Regions from separate parts of the Sus scrofa genome. Here regions 2 and 3 are each linked to region 1. Evidence: chromatin contacts called from public Hi-C and HiChIP or PLAC-seq data. All regions are on one chromosome and are shown on one strand. The core of a region is the stretch at or near the end of the contact, and the rest is flanking DNA. Distances in the headings are between cores, read along the strand shown.

Region 1 (4,702 bases), core at 1,319-3,818:
TAATCCATCTCAACTGTTAACTTCTTAAAATTACCCCTGAATAATAATAATGTTGGTTTTGTACTTGAAACTGCCTGTATATGATTGCAGAGGAAAAGAAATTACGACACAGTAACAACAGCTAATGTTGGGTGCTGGATGAAACACCTTTACATGTGTTCATTTGTTTCAATAATTTATATAAATTAGTTTATAACTTCACAGATTAAAAAAAACTTAATTCTGTCAAAGAATATTAAGGGTTAATATTAACAGTTAACTAAAATTACTCATTATTACATGTAAGCTTCTATGCAAAGATGAAACACATCTTGACTCATGAACCCAGAATGCCTTGTCAAACTCAAGCACATCAGTGCCCTTGGACATCAACACAAAGGACGCCGTGAGCGGCCAAACATTTCAAATCAGTGCTCACACAGAAACACACTGAAACAAAACAAAGAATTGCTGCTACAATACAGAGAACACTTTACTTGTAATGAGACCAAAGAGCAACTAGGATTACCGTGATAATAATCATCGTCTTCTTCTTCATGTTGATAAGTCTGTTCTTGGATGGGATTCTTCCTGTAAACCCGGCCACCGATTCTTAGAAGCTGTGGACGCAGAACTTCCATGACACTTTCTCCAAACAGTCCAGCGAAATCCTGAAAAATAAATGATCACCTTACCTTTTGTTTTAATCAGAAATAAACCCTACCTCTATTATCTAGATCTTTATGTAGGTATGAAAGAACAAAATTGGGCATCAGTTCACAATACATCCCAAGCCAAAGCAGCACTGTTTCCATTCGATTTCTCCTATCTATAAGCTGTTTTAAGCCAACTGATGCAGTTTCCACTACACTATTCCACTGCTGGCTCACTCTAGATAATTTGTAAACTATTGGCATTCCCCAAAAAAGTGATTAAAAGATACTGAGCTTGTCCATGGCTTTGACAGAAAGAACAGAGGTCTCTTTGTAACATTAACCTTTAGGAGTAAAATGCAATCTTCTGTGTTTACCTAAACATTTGCAGTGTCTCACCCACTCTAACCAGCATGGTAATTAAGAAAAGCAGGGATATTTAATACACTTATCCTCAAGGGGAGGACAAAAGATCCTGAAGAACTTTTAGAGGTGTTAAAACTATATGCGCAACAAAATCAAAATGCCTATCAGAATCAAATATGACTTAAGCAACATGGTTCTCCAAACGAACACATTGCTGAGGGGAGGAATCCAATTTCTGTGGGCCCCCAAACTGTACATCACTTCACTGAGAGGCCAAGCTTCTAAACATCACTTAAAGAATCAATAATTCTGGAAAGAGGAGTTCCCTTCATTGCTCAGTGGTTAACAAACCCGACTAGGAATCATGAGGATGCGGGTTCCATCCCTGGCCTTGCTCAGTGGGTTAAGGATCCAACATTTCTGTGAGCTGTGGTATAGTTCCTGTGGGCTTAGATCCCCCACGTTGCTGTGGTTGTGGTGTAGGCTGGCAGCTACAGCTTCAATTCGACCCCTAGGCTGGGAAGTTCAACATGCCGTGGGTGCAGCCTGAAAAAAAGAAAAAAAAAATCTGGAAACAAAGATTCCTTATGGGCTAGCCATAGTTAAGCTCAACCAATGTTCCCACTATATGTGTTAGACGGTCATGAAGCCCAAAATAAGTTAGAGTTCCCCCTCAAAAAATCAATTCTCACTAAATACCCTAACGCTCAACCCAATCCCAGCAAGAAAATAGCTTTAATTGGTAATTTGCTTACAGAACCAAGTGGTGATTTCCTGTTGAGATTAGCAGTAAAATGAATAAAATAATAAGTAAAATAAACAGACTTGAATGTCAGAAGGGGTATAATTATCAAGTTTAATGACTTTACATCCTAGTGCCCTATTCCTCCAGGACCTTTCAAATAAATCTCTCCACAAAAGTAGATTTTAATGTTAAGGAAGGGCGCTGAGACTGAGCTCTGGGAAAGAGCGTTGTCTGAGATAGGAAGCTGTTCATCTGCCTTTCCTTGGGATACGAGTCTGCTCAGAAGGATGGCGGAATAACAAATTTAACCCTGCAGCGTGACGGTTTGGTAAGAGAGAGCAAAGCAGAAGGCCTGAAATGCCGTGCGTTAAGATAAAACCCTAAATGACAAAAGTGAGCAAGAAAAAATAAAACGAGTACTCCAAAGGTAGCGGAGAAATACGGACCCCACAGCAAAAAGAAAATCCGGGAACGAGGAGGAGAAGGACCCGGAAGTCCTCTCCGCCCCGGCCACGCCCACTACTGCAAGGGGCACGCGCACGCCGCTGCCGGTCCCTCCACGCGGGCGCGAGCACGGCGCCGCCCTTGTCGATGTTAACTCGGCCGCACCAGTCGGCCTTGGGGGCGGGGCTGTAGGGGAAAGTGCCAAAGCTGCTGAGGTAAGTGGCCGAGGGCTCAGGGACCCTCGAGAGCCTGGTGGAAAGGGACTTGATCTCTGGGATCCTACCTGCAGGGACTAGTAAAATGGAGAAAGTAGGAGGAGGAATGGGAGCCTGCCGCAGAGGGCGTGCAAGAGGAAATTTCCTTAGGCCGCGCCTGGCTAGTGCGCATGCGGGCCGAGGGCTGGCGCCTGCGCAGTGGAACGGCGCTGTTGGCGTAGCCCTCTGGGGACTCGATGGCGGGTCGGGGTGGGGGTGGGGGTGAGGCTGTGGCTGTGACTTGGAGGTAGCTTGAGAACCGTTGGCGTTCTGATCCCTCCTCTTGGCAGCCCATTTCTTTCCGCCCCACTTGTTTTTAGCTGCACATCTTTTTGAATGGTAATCCAGCTGTTTAAGTGAAACACAGCGGAATGAATGTTTTCTTGATGATGGAGTTTAATAATTGCTTCTAATAATTTGCCATTGTACCAGCGTACTTCCTTCAGTATCTTTATGATAGGACATTTTTAAAAGGAAAAGGTTCTTTCTAAGATAGGTATATATCTGCCAGGAAGGAAAGTAGTTTATGAATACGAGGTCATCCCCATCGTATATGAAGTAAATGTGTTGATTATCTCACCAATGTGAACACAGCCGTGCTGTATCTCCCCAGAGAGCATTGTTCTACTGCAAGGATCGCTACTGCTAATAGTTCCAGCTTTCCTGATAGCGTCAAATCCCAGGTTACCTCATCATCAGTATTTAAACATTTGTCAAAATTTTACAGAGCATCAACTTTGGGCATAGCAGCCAAGTGGGAGAAAGAGTTATGTAAATAGATCTGCAGAATGAGGAAGAAAAACAAAATGATAATGAACCAGTCCTCTTCATACCAATCTTCTCTAGCCCCTGGGTAACCTTTGCTGAGCTGCTCGCCCTGTGTTCTGTCATTTGTTCATTATTCAGGAGAAATTGTGATCCAGGTTCTGTGCTAGGCCTCCAGGGTAAAAAGATAACTCCTCCCCCTTTTCCTAAGAAAGGGGTTCTTCCTAAGATTATGAACCTTAAAAGTGTGAAGTGCATGTTAGTGTGAAGTGCATGTTCCCTCTTTCTGAGCAGGTTCTTTCCCCTCTAGGAGTGTGCTGACTATATGTCAAATGGAGGGAGTAATAACTTTTCCCTTGAGTGTGTTGAAACAATAAGTATGAAAAACCGGGATCTGGATAAAGCAGTGAGATCCTGCTGTATGGCACTGGGAACTATATCTAGTCACTTGTGATGAAGCATGATGGAAGATAATGTAAGAAAAAGAATGTATATATGTGTGCGTGACTGGGTCACTTTGCTGTACAGTAGGAAATTGACAGGACACTGTAAACCAACTTAATGGAAAAAATAAAAATCATTTAAAAAAACTGATCTGGCATAGGGAAAAAATGATTCAGGAAAAAATCATTAGTGATTTTGGATAACTAATATTAAGTGTTTACTGTACCTATAACTGTTCAAATTGCTTTAATTATATTAAGCTTCCTAACATGTCTGAGGTAGGCACTATCATTATCCCAATTTTAGAGATGAGGCAACTGAAGAGTAAAGAAGTTAAATGATTTGTCCCGAGTCATACAGATACGAGCCTAGACCAAGAGGCTTCAGCCTGACCTCTTAACCACTATGCTCTTTCACCTCTCACATGGCACATGACATGCCAAAAAGCCATTGTTTAAAATATGGCCCAGCAAATAAGCTAAAGTCTCTACACCTCAGTTTTGTTTGGTCATCTGTAAAATAAGGGAAGTGGATTAGATGACCTTAAAGGAGGAATCTTGTGGTTCTGTGAAATGCTTAACTCATTCAGCAAACATTTATTTAAATCAACAGCTACTTAGTATAGGCCAAGCATAATGTTTGGTTCTGGTGATCCAAGTGACTGCCTTCATAGAACAGTTACAAACTAGGGTTTATTGTTTGTTTCACTTTCATTCATCACATACCACCTGCTGGTAGCACTCAGAATCTCACCTAAATTTTTAAAGCTAGAAATTACTTGGTTGTATTTTTCCACTTAAGTGGAAAACTGCTTATTTATGTTAAAGTTAGTGCTAATTCTGCACTCCGCTTTTCAACCCTGGCTGTTTTGTGTACTGAATGGTAGTTCTGAGTTTGAAAGAAGACTATTCTTTTTAGAAAACATAAACTTTTTAGAATCTTTTGTAAACATGTAGTGTAAATTTCCATTTTGAACTTTTGTAAGGATTCATGTATTTGGTACATATTTTCTCATTTACATGTGGACTTTCTGGTTTTTTTGCTGTGAATGT
Region 2 (4,702 bases), core at 690-3,189, 85 kb before region 1:
AGAGATAACTTTTTTTTTTTGCTTTTTAGGGCCTCACCCGTGGCATATGAAGGTTCCCAGGCTAGGGGTCTAATTGGAGCTGTGGCCACTGGTCTACCCCAAAGCCACAGCAATGTGGGATCGAGCCACATCTGTGACCTACACCACAGCTCACGGCACCACTGTATCCTTAACCCACTGAGTGAGGCCAGGGATGGAACCTGCATCCTCATGGATCTTGGTCAGACTCGTTAACTGCTGAGCCACAATGGGTACTCTTTTTTTTTTTTTTTTTTTTTTAGATAAACTTTATTCTACATTCAATTTGCTGTTATTTATACTGACATAACAATTTAATGGAACATTTAGTGATAGATTTTTCAAGGAAGGCTTTCTGAAAAAGCTGAGTTTTGGGGAAAAAAAATTCTAAGAAGAGCCAAGTGACTAAGAAGTAATTTTCAAAAACAGTATGTAATACAGTACAGAATTGAATTGGATAATAAAAACCACAATACTTTTGCTTCCTTAGAAATCATATACCTTTTTTTTTTTTTTTTATGTACCTGTAGCACATGGAAGTTCCCAGGCTAGGGGTCGAATCGGAGCTGCAGCTGCCGGCCTACACCACAGCCACAGCAACACTGGACCAAGCTGCATCTGTGACCTATACCGCAGCTTGCAGCAACGTCACATCCTTGAACATGGCCAGGGATCAAACCTGAATCCTCATGGATACTAGTTAGGTTCTTAACATGCTGAGCTACAAGAGGAACGCCAAGAAATAATATATTTTCCAAATGTTAATCTTCCTTTATAGTCATTAATATCTTTAAAAACAATTACTACCTAGTTCTCAAACTCATCTCTCTTCCTTTGAAAAAAAAAAAAGTAAATTCATCTTTTCAGTATTCTTTTAATACTGTGAAACAAAGAAATCACTGAAAACAAGCTAAGAGTGTTTAAGAACTTAATTTTGCCTTTGTTACCTTAGGACAAACAGACCAAAGAGTTCGCCAGGGAGACATATGAGGTACAGCCTGCTTTCTGACCTTGGTGCTAGTTACACTGTTCACTTTATGATTATTTGTTAAATAAAACATACATGTTTTATGCACTTTTACCGAAGAAAATAAATAGTATGTATTTTTAAACAGCTTCCTTTACAGAAACTTCTGAAAAAAGCAAAGTAAATAAAGCTCTCATTTAAATGTACTCATTCTAACTGTCCTTTTAAAGGGACAAAGATGGAACAAAAGCAAAAATGAATGAAATAGTTGAGTTACTCTCATTTACATCTTTCAAGAGAAATTTCAATGTAGCTAGACAGATTTAAAACATATTTTCAAGTAAAGTACTATTAAATATTAATATTGTTAAATATTTCCAAATGCCTCTTTTTCTAAATTTAAATATTCTTATATGTAAAATGGAAAAGGCGCAAATTCATCTCCTTTTCACTTGGTTTATGTGTTCCAGGATTTTAAGTACCTAAAGAAATTGCACTTTCACAGTGTCCTTTGATACGGGACCTATAGTACTTTCTATTCCTTTCCAAATACATTACTGTGCTTTTATTTGTACCAAATCCTCTCCTCTGGAGAGTGCAGTTAGAGCTCTAAAGTCTCCTCTCTACTTTGCAGTTAGAAGCTATGCTTTTAAACAGTTAATACTATACCCCTAGTTCAATCTGCTGAGAGCACAGTCTTGGAATACTGATTCAATCGTATAAGGCCATTTCATAAGGCCTCCCAAACAGACTGCCATTAAGACTACTTCTCTCTCCAGAAGTTGGCAGTTAATGACTTTTTCACTTCTGTCTAGTGAGGGAGCAGTTATTTCCTGGCAGTATATCTTTAGGTCAGCATGATTTCTCCATTTACAAGTTTATCACTGCGTTACAGATAAACAGATCCTATCTTTGTTCCTATCTCTTAGATAGGAAATGGAAACTTTTAGACAGGACACTGTCCTATTAATTTGGTCTAGATCTTGTTCACTCACACATCCTTCTTTCAGAGCTATCTGTCATTCTCTCATAAAAAACTACCATAACTAAATGTATTCCTTTTCTGGTTTGAAAAACACAAGGGGATTGTTCTTCAGCTGTCAGTTCTTATTTCAAAGTCCTTCTTAAGGTAAGAAAATTCTTTTTTTAACTAAGAATAACCAGATACTATAGTCTATTGTAGCTGCAACAACTCTCAAAAGAGCTGTACAAAAGAAAAATGTGGCTTCTACCTCCAAAAGTCATTGGAAATTTTTTTTTCTTATTAAGGCATCCAGAACACATAATATCACATGGAGCCAAAAGGACTAATTCTCTTCATGGAGCAGAATAGCAATTGGCTGTTACTCATTAAATTCTTACAGCAGTGAGCAATGACTTGCATTCTCGTTTTGTTTCTCTTTGAATAGCAGATGAAGTTGATTTTTTTCCAAGGCTGCTTCCCATCACCAGCATTCCTGATCCTTGACCTATGCAGCTATTAATATGCTATACACATATGCTTGGGCTCCTTAACAACCAAGGTTAACCTTTCTGTTTACTCCAAGTCAGTTCCTGTCTTGTTAGTGAAAATATGTATTTTTTTCCTTTCTAAACATAATAATTATATCTGCTACCAAAACTATATGTATAAAATCCATCGGTTTTTCTGAATCTTTTTTTTTTTTTTTTTTACAAAGGTTTCAGGGGCCATAGGTTCTCATATTCTAATTAAGAAAGACTTGTCCATCTGTGGTAATTCCAAAAGTTGGGCTGCTATACCTACTTCATAAATATAGTTATCACTTCATGTATGTTTAGGGGGCTAGTTAATGGATACCTCATTTTATCTTTATTCTCAAAGAAAAGTTAATTCCCTTGATTGAATATAAGTGAAAGATTATCTCTAATTCTATAATGATTAAAAAGTAATATATTGGAAATTCTAAAGATGCTTTGTTACAACTACCTGTGTTCAAAGGTACTTCCCCTCCATCTCATAATTTGCCTCCATCATTTTATACTGCAATGGTCTCTGTAACTCTCAAAGACAGGAAACTCCTAGAAGGTAGGGACTGTATCATGATGAGTTTTATCTGAAGGACACATGGTCTGAAAGACGGTATACAGTCCGTAAGTATTTCTGTTGGTGTTAGTATTATTATATTTAACTCAAAAGTCTAATTCTTTTTTTTTTTTTTTTTTTTGTCTTCTTTTTTAGGGCTAAACCCTCAGCATATGGACATTCTTAGGCTAGGGGTCAAATTGGAGCTGTAGCTGCCAGCCTACACCACAGCCACGGCAACGCCAGATCCTTAACTCACTGAGCAAGGCCAGAGATCGAACCTGTATCAGTCCTCGTGGATACTAATCAGATTTGTTTCTGCTGAGCCACCAAGGGAACTCCTCAAAGGCCTAATTCTTAATTAGCCAGTTTTAGACTAAATGGCACATCCATTTCTCCAACATTTATGTCTAGTCAGATATTATTACAGTTCAAACAGGCCCAATTTCAAGTATCTACTGATCTCCACCTGAACACTGAGCATCTTTATGGGAGACAGTAGAAGCAACGCTAATTTGTGACTTTTGAATCTTTTTGTTCTGATCAGACTCTGCTACTATCTAGCGGTAACCTTAGGCAAGATGCTTTAACCACACTGGATCTTGCACCCTAAGAGATTAAAATGAGGAACTGGATTAAATAGTTTCCAAGTACCTAGCTGTGCCCAGCTCAAAAACTAGGCATGAACTTGTAAGGGTTCTACTACTACAGCAAGCCTTCACCAACACTAGAGGGAGCTACATTCATGTCATCGCTGGGGTGGTTAGGAAGATTTCCAAGCCCAAGTATCTTTAAATGGAAAACTGACTTTCCAAAATAAGAGAAATCAAATATCAAGTGAGAGATCCACACTGTTCAAACAGCCACTTCTCAGGCTCCCTGCTGTTACTTCCCTCTTACAGATGTCAAAGCATCTCACACTTGCATAAACATACCTTTTGGGCTTTAATTCTAATTTTGAAGGAACCAAGCTGGCTTGAGTCACTTCAAGAGATTTCTTTCTCCATTCAGTCTAGATTCTTTCTTTCCTTTTTTTTTTTTTTTTTTTTTGTCTTTTTGCCTTTTCTAGGGCTGCACCCACAGCATATGGAGGTTCCCAGGCTAGGGGTCTAACGGAGCTGCAGCCGCCAGCCTACGCCAGAGCCACAGCAACAAGGAATCTGAACCGTGTCTGCGACCTACACCACAGCTCACGGCAACGCCGGATCTTTAACCCACTAAGCAAGGGCAGGGATCAAACCTGCAATCTCGCGGTTCCCAGTTGGATTCGTTAACCACTGAGCCTCGATGGGAACTCCTAGATTCTTTTTTAATCAAATTAACAAAACCCCCAAAAAAGCAAAAAAATTAATGCTATTATTTTTTAAAAGCCCCAGGAAATGAGCTAAAGGAAGAGAAAGATTCATTTCACAATGAAGTTGTGTCCTGGGAAAAAATCAGTGAAGTTAACTGCAATTGAATTCATTAGCAGCTTGCCACTCAAACCAAAGCTACCACAGCTACTTTGAAAACAAGAAAAATGACTCAAAGAGAGGAAAGATATCAAGGAAAAGAAGGAATCAGCATAGCTCTGCAAGGTGGGAGCTAGAATGCCTGCCTAAGTGAATGCTGTCATTGCCCTGCTGAGCTCGGCTGTCTAAGAAGCTTGCAGCTGCTTAAGAGTGATGTCATTA
Region 3 (4,702 bases), core at 1,498-3,997, 85 kb after region 1:
GCAGAGTTGGTGAGGTGGAGAAAGCTGCAGAGGGACAGCCATGAGTGGCCATCAAAAGGTGTCTGGGTGCTGGGGGCCCCTTTCTTCCTCAGCAGTGTTCATGGAGGCCCTGCTGGGTCCAGGGGGATACACTGAAGAAGGGGACAGGCCCCAGACAGGCCCTTGCCTTTCCAGGGTGTGACGTCTTCTTCCAGGAACTGCACAAGCACTTCCAGTTGCAGCGTGAGGGCAAGGCAGGCAGGCCCAGGCCGTGGGAACACAGGTGGGCTTCCTGGAGGAGGAGGGCAGAGGAGCCGCAGGGAGGCTGCGGGCAGAAGGAGCTGGGAGGCATGTCAGGGATGGGTGGGTGGAGGAGGCTCCAGTGGGCAGCAGGGTCAGGGTGTGAGGGACCTACAGGTCACATGGGGCCAGGAGAAGGACCTCACTCCATCCTTCCAGCTTCCACTTCCCTCATCTGTAAAGAGGCTGCCAGCATCCTCCTGTGCTATGTGGGTGCCTGTCTCCTGGGCCCCTTCACTGGGTCCGTAGGAAAAATGGCAATAACAATCCATCCAGTTAAGGCAGTGGGACTCATGAGCGGAGTCTCTGAGGGCCTGAGCCCGACCTCTTGGCCTTCCTTACCAGCGCCAGCTCCACTGGGACTATACCCTGCCCTCCCCAAGGAAAACCCCAGCCAGAGTCAGAGCTACTCAAGGCAGCCTGCCCTCCCTTGGACTTTGTTTAGACTAAATTAATGAAGGGGTAGGGGGACCCGGTAAATAAGGTGCTGTGGTCAGACTCCCCACTCTTCTCCCAGGCAAAGCCCCAGCTCCTGGGCTCTGGGAGGGCTGCTTGGCCGTGGGGTGGGGGTGGGGGGTCCTAGAGCTGCCCCTTGAACCCTTTGTCCTGTGTGGGCGCTGGACCTTTATTTCCTGCCTAAACAGCTGTGGGGCTTTGGAAGTGATCAGAAGCCTGGGCTCTGATCCTGGTGAAACATCCCTCCATGAGGGTCGGGGCGGACGAGGTAACAGTGTGAACACCACAACCTAGGCCTCCAGCTTTGCCAGCCTCTGCCCCCCACTGCCCTCCCTGCTCCTGCATGGCCACCCATACAGGCTACAGGGCAGAGCCCAGCACGAGGAAGGGTTCAGAGGCTCTTGCCAAATGCCTAACAGAGGGGACAGGGGACTGCCAGGATTCAGGAGACACAGGCTCTCTCACTCATTCATTCTTAGTAAGGTTCTTTCTCCGCCCAAGGCCACTGGTTGTGACTGGCAAGATGACAACTATAGATTGGGGCCCTGGCGTGTGAACTGTTCCCTGAATGCGGTCACTCTGGACTTTCCCAGCTCCAGGACTTTGTCCACACTGTCCCCTGCAGCAGAGTGTCCACCCCACCTGGAGCCCTGTCCCAACTCCCTCCTCCTTCACAGGTGACCGTTTCTTTACCTCCAGCCAGAGCTGCTGGCACCTGCCATGCTCCAGGGTTTGTTTTTCTCACAGTCCTCTGCCCACCGGGGTCTGCTGATCACCGGCTCCTTCACACCCGTAGTTCCTATCGGGCAGGCCGAGTCTCAGTCGTAGTTGTGGTTTCGGTGGGGACTTCACACCCAGTCTGTGCTCAGTCAATCTTCCTTGACTGAGGATGAATAACAATACTTAAAACAGAGCTTTCTATGTACCAGGCTGGTTTTTTAAAGTGTGTATATGTGATCACTTTTACTTCTCACAGTGACCCAATGAGGTAGGTGGTTTTATTACTCACATGAAGATGAGGCCATAGAGGGAGAGGGAGGTTGAGTGACACACACAAGGCTACCCAGTCAGTACATGGATCAACCCAGGCAAGCCAGGCTGTGGGGTCTACACCCACACCCAACGGATCCACTGTGCTGCCTTTCAGAGGTGACACCAGCCCTGGGAATGTGCCCCACAAGCCAGGTGGACACCTTTGTCACCACCAGGAGGCAGGGGGTATGGCTCACAAGGGCAGCCCACACACACCCAGCTCCTCAGATTAAATCCTGTTTTCCTTAGGGCCTTTCCCACCATTCTGAACTCAGGGTTCCTGCCACTCCTCTTGGTACGAGTGGATTTGATCCCCTCAAGGACAGTGAATTCGGGTTCAGCAAATGTTTTCAAAATGATGGTTCTGCTCCACAGACCCCAAAGACATGCACAGTTTTATGGAGAGCCTTGGGCATCACGTTCCCTACCCTAGGGCTTAGTTTCCTACTCTGGCAAATGGGCTGACTCACTCAAATCACATGGTGTGACATTTGGTAAGGATTCTGAGTTCCTCAAGAGCCAACACTGTTGTCAACCGCCTATTTAGCTGAGTCTGTCTGTGTGCCTTCCCTCAAAGGCCAGGAGACTCTGCCCCAGGAGACTCTGCCCGGTGGGGAGGGCTGGGGTGTGTGCTCCTTGTCCTTGGGAGACCTGGCGGCAGCCTGGGACCAAAAGATAAGCTGACTGATCCCAGGAGCTTGGATGGACGAGAGCCTTGTTTGCCACCTGACAGTGGGTGGGGACACTTGTCAAAGGCTCTTTTTTACAGCAAACAGTTGGAAGGAGTCTCTCCCACCCCTCTGGCTCTCAGAGCCACACACGAGGGCAGGGAGTTGGGGTGGGTAAACAGGGGCGGCTGGCAACGCCCCTGCTAACTGCAGCCAACAAGTGGCAGCTCGCAGAGCGGGCCGGGCAGGCTGCGGTGACCCTGGTGGGGGCAGCCAATGAGCTCCCGGGCTGCAGTGGCACCACCGGGCAGCCTGCCTGTCTTTGGCTGGAGCAGCCGCAGGAGGGGCCTCGGGCCACCAGTCAGGGCTGCCGGGCTCTGTCTCTGGGAGGCCCGGGCAGATCTGCTGCTCCATTCACAGAAAGCCTTACCGGGGCTGCCACATTTTTAACTTTTCCAATCTTCTGGGGGAGGAGGGCGGGCTGTGGAGCCAGTGTGGGAAGGATGGCTGGGAAGGTAGTGCAACCACAGATGGAAACTTGGGAGAACTTTTCCCTCGATCTGGATCCAGGGTGGGGGAAGGGAGGTTCTGAATGTTTGCCTCACAGCAGGCCCAAGGGAATGAAGGGAGGGAGCTGGACGAGGGGGAGGCAGAGGCTGTGATCATGGCCCAGGTTGCCCACCCTGGACCGGTATCAGGAACCTCAGGGTCCTGGCCCAATTGAGCCTCTTACCCTTACCTGGAGGGGTACACTTGTGACTGAAGTGGCTGTCACCTGGGGCCGGGCCAGCGGTGGGGAGTCGGGGGGGGGGGACGGGACCCTTAGGCTTGCCACCAAAAACTCCCTGTGGTCTGGGCTGTACCGTGTCAGCAGCAACAGGTGCTTGTGCCCGCCCCCAGCTCATCCCCCTTGCCCAACACAGACCCACCAAGGCCAGCCAATCACGTAATAAACATATATTTATAGATATACAATTTCAGAATTCTAATTCAAGAAATACAGCTTCTCAGGGGATCCATTAGGATCTACGTTCTTATTGCACATGGCTCAGCCCATCTAGGGACATCTACTGAGACCAGGTGGTCGGGGTGGTGGGCGCAGAGCACCGGGGCCACTGTGGGCAGGGCGCTCTCACCCACATCCAGTTCTGAGCATCTCTCTGGACTGGGGTGGCTGCTTCGTCACAGGGCAAGACCTTGTAAAAACCATGTTTGACATTTCTTAACCAAGCTTCCTTTCCCAGCAAGAATCCTATGTTGGGGACTTTTAAAAAAAGAGCTGAGAGAAGCTCTGGGAGGGTGGTTATCCCCTCCTGGCTGGCAGCTTGGGGTAGTAAGGCTTCGGAGGATGGCAGGCTCAGTGACACACTCACCGCCAGAGGAAAATTTGGGGAAAAAAAGGTAATTCCAAAAGGCCCAGTATAAACTGTGGGAATAAATAAAACCTCCCTCCCTTCCCCCTGGCAGCAACTGCTGTTTTGAGAAAAATCCTCATTTGACGGTGAAAGTAAGAAAATGGTTCAGGTGCATCCTTTGTCCAATGTGCAAGAGAAGGCCGGGTGGCGTCATGTCCATGGAGGGTAGAGACAGAGATGTCCATGGTCATGGACTTTTTTCAGGAGTTGGCTGCTGCCCCAGCGTCCTGGGCACCACCTGATTGAATCTTGGAGAAAAAGCCATCTAAAGTCCTTGCTCCACGACTTAGGAAAAATCAGTAGCAACAATGGGGCTGTGCCCTGGGGCACCTATAAGGCCAAACTGATTTAGGAACTAAAGGGGGCTGGTGGTCAGGCAGAACCTGGTCCCCCGCCAACCCTGCTGTTCTCTGTGGCTAGGGGTCAGAGGGCTCCTGGGCACCAGGCAAAGCGCCCACCTGAGCTGGCCAGAGCTTGGCGGGGTGGGGTGTAGGGGGGTGGTCTCATCCCTACAGGCCGTTTGGGGCCTCCACTGTGACTCCATACTAACCTGGCGCCTGGCCTTAGGAGGAATTTCTCCCCCTGCAGCCTGCTCCACACCCTGCCCCCGCCCCCAGCTTAACCATAAACCTGGCAACCTTCCAAGTTTTCCACAGATTTATACTGTCATGATTGCTGCTGCCATCAAAACCAGGCTGGGGTTGAGGGGACTGTTAAAAGCTAGGACCCGACTTTCCTTATGCTGTCAGCTATGGCTAATGTCTAGCCTTTGAAGGACCAGGCTACCTTCCCCAAGCTGTTTTCTAAAACAGGGAAGAAATTAACTGAACAACTTAACCAAATCCCTGCATA

What was found. Hi-C and Micro-C count contacts between places; a contact is called where the count stands out from the background. HiChIP or PLAC-seq counts read pairs in DNA pulled down with a chosen protein or histone mark.
Region 2: a contact with region 1 is called in a Hi-C map of embryonic fibroblasts, with 2.6 times the contacts expected there. The contact joins the enhancer-like site here to the promoter of ASCC1 in region 1. A contact is called at or near these places in 3 of 5 promoter capture datasets (fetal skeletal muscle and liver), 22 of 47 Hi-C or Micro-C datasets (alveolar macrophages, blood, brain and 11 more) and 2 of 2 datasets of contacts at active chromatin or transcription factors (alveolar macrophages and skeletal muscle).
Region 3: an H3K27ac HiChIP or PLAC-seq map of alveolar macrophages shows a contact between it and region 1, with 6 times the contacts expected there. The contact joins the enhancer-like site here to the promoter of ASCC1 in region 1. A contact is called at or near these places in 3 of 5 promoter capture datasets (fetal liver, liver and skeletal muscle), 23 of 47 Hi-C or Micro-C datasets (adipose tissue, alveolar macrophages, blood and 11 more) and 2 of 2 datasets of contacts at active chromatin or transcription factors (alveolar macrophages and skeletal muscle).

The regions. Positions count from the first base shown.
Region 1 is chr14:75,080,413-75,085,114 of Sscrofa11.1, forward strand. It overlaps ASCC1 (activating signal cointegrator 1 complex subunit 1), which reads right to left and starts at 2,569. Exons shown (of 11, transcript NM_001244083.1): 1 at 2,471-2,569; 2 at 509-650. The coding sequence starts at 620. ANAPC16 (anaphase promoting complex subunit 16) reads left to right here and starts at 2,261. Exons shown (of 4, transcript NM_001190225.1): 1 at 2,261-2,402.
Region 2 is chr14:74,996,077-75,000,778 of Sscrofa11.1, forward strand. The region is part of intron 9 of ASCC1 (activating signal cointegrator 1 complex subunit 1); the gene reads right to left. Among named protein-coding and RNA genes, the nearest start is that of SPOCK2, 30 kb to the left of the region's middle. Within about 2 kb of position 1,940, at least 21 of the 83 cell types and tissues checked have an H3K27ac peak or open chromatin away from gene starts, as enhancers often do. A contact at or near this core is called in embryonic fibroblasts, fetal skeletal muscle, retroperitoneal adipose tissue and 1 more, where this site is marked.
Region 3 is chr14:75,165,699-75,170,400 of Sscrofa11.1, forward strand. It overlaps DNAJB12 (dnaJ homolog subfamily B member 12), which reads right to left. Exons shown (of 9, transcript XM_013983329.1): 9 at 3,378-4,702. Among named protein-coding and RNA genes, the nearest start is that of DNAJB12, 22 kb to the right of the region's middle. Within about 2 kb of position 2,748, at least 73 of the 83 cell types and tissues checked have an H3K27ac peak or open chromatin away from gene starts, as enhancers often do. A contact at or near this core is called in adipose tissue, alveolar macrophages, brain and 9 more, where this site is marked.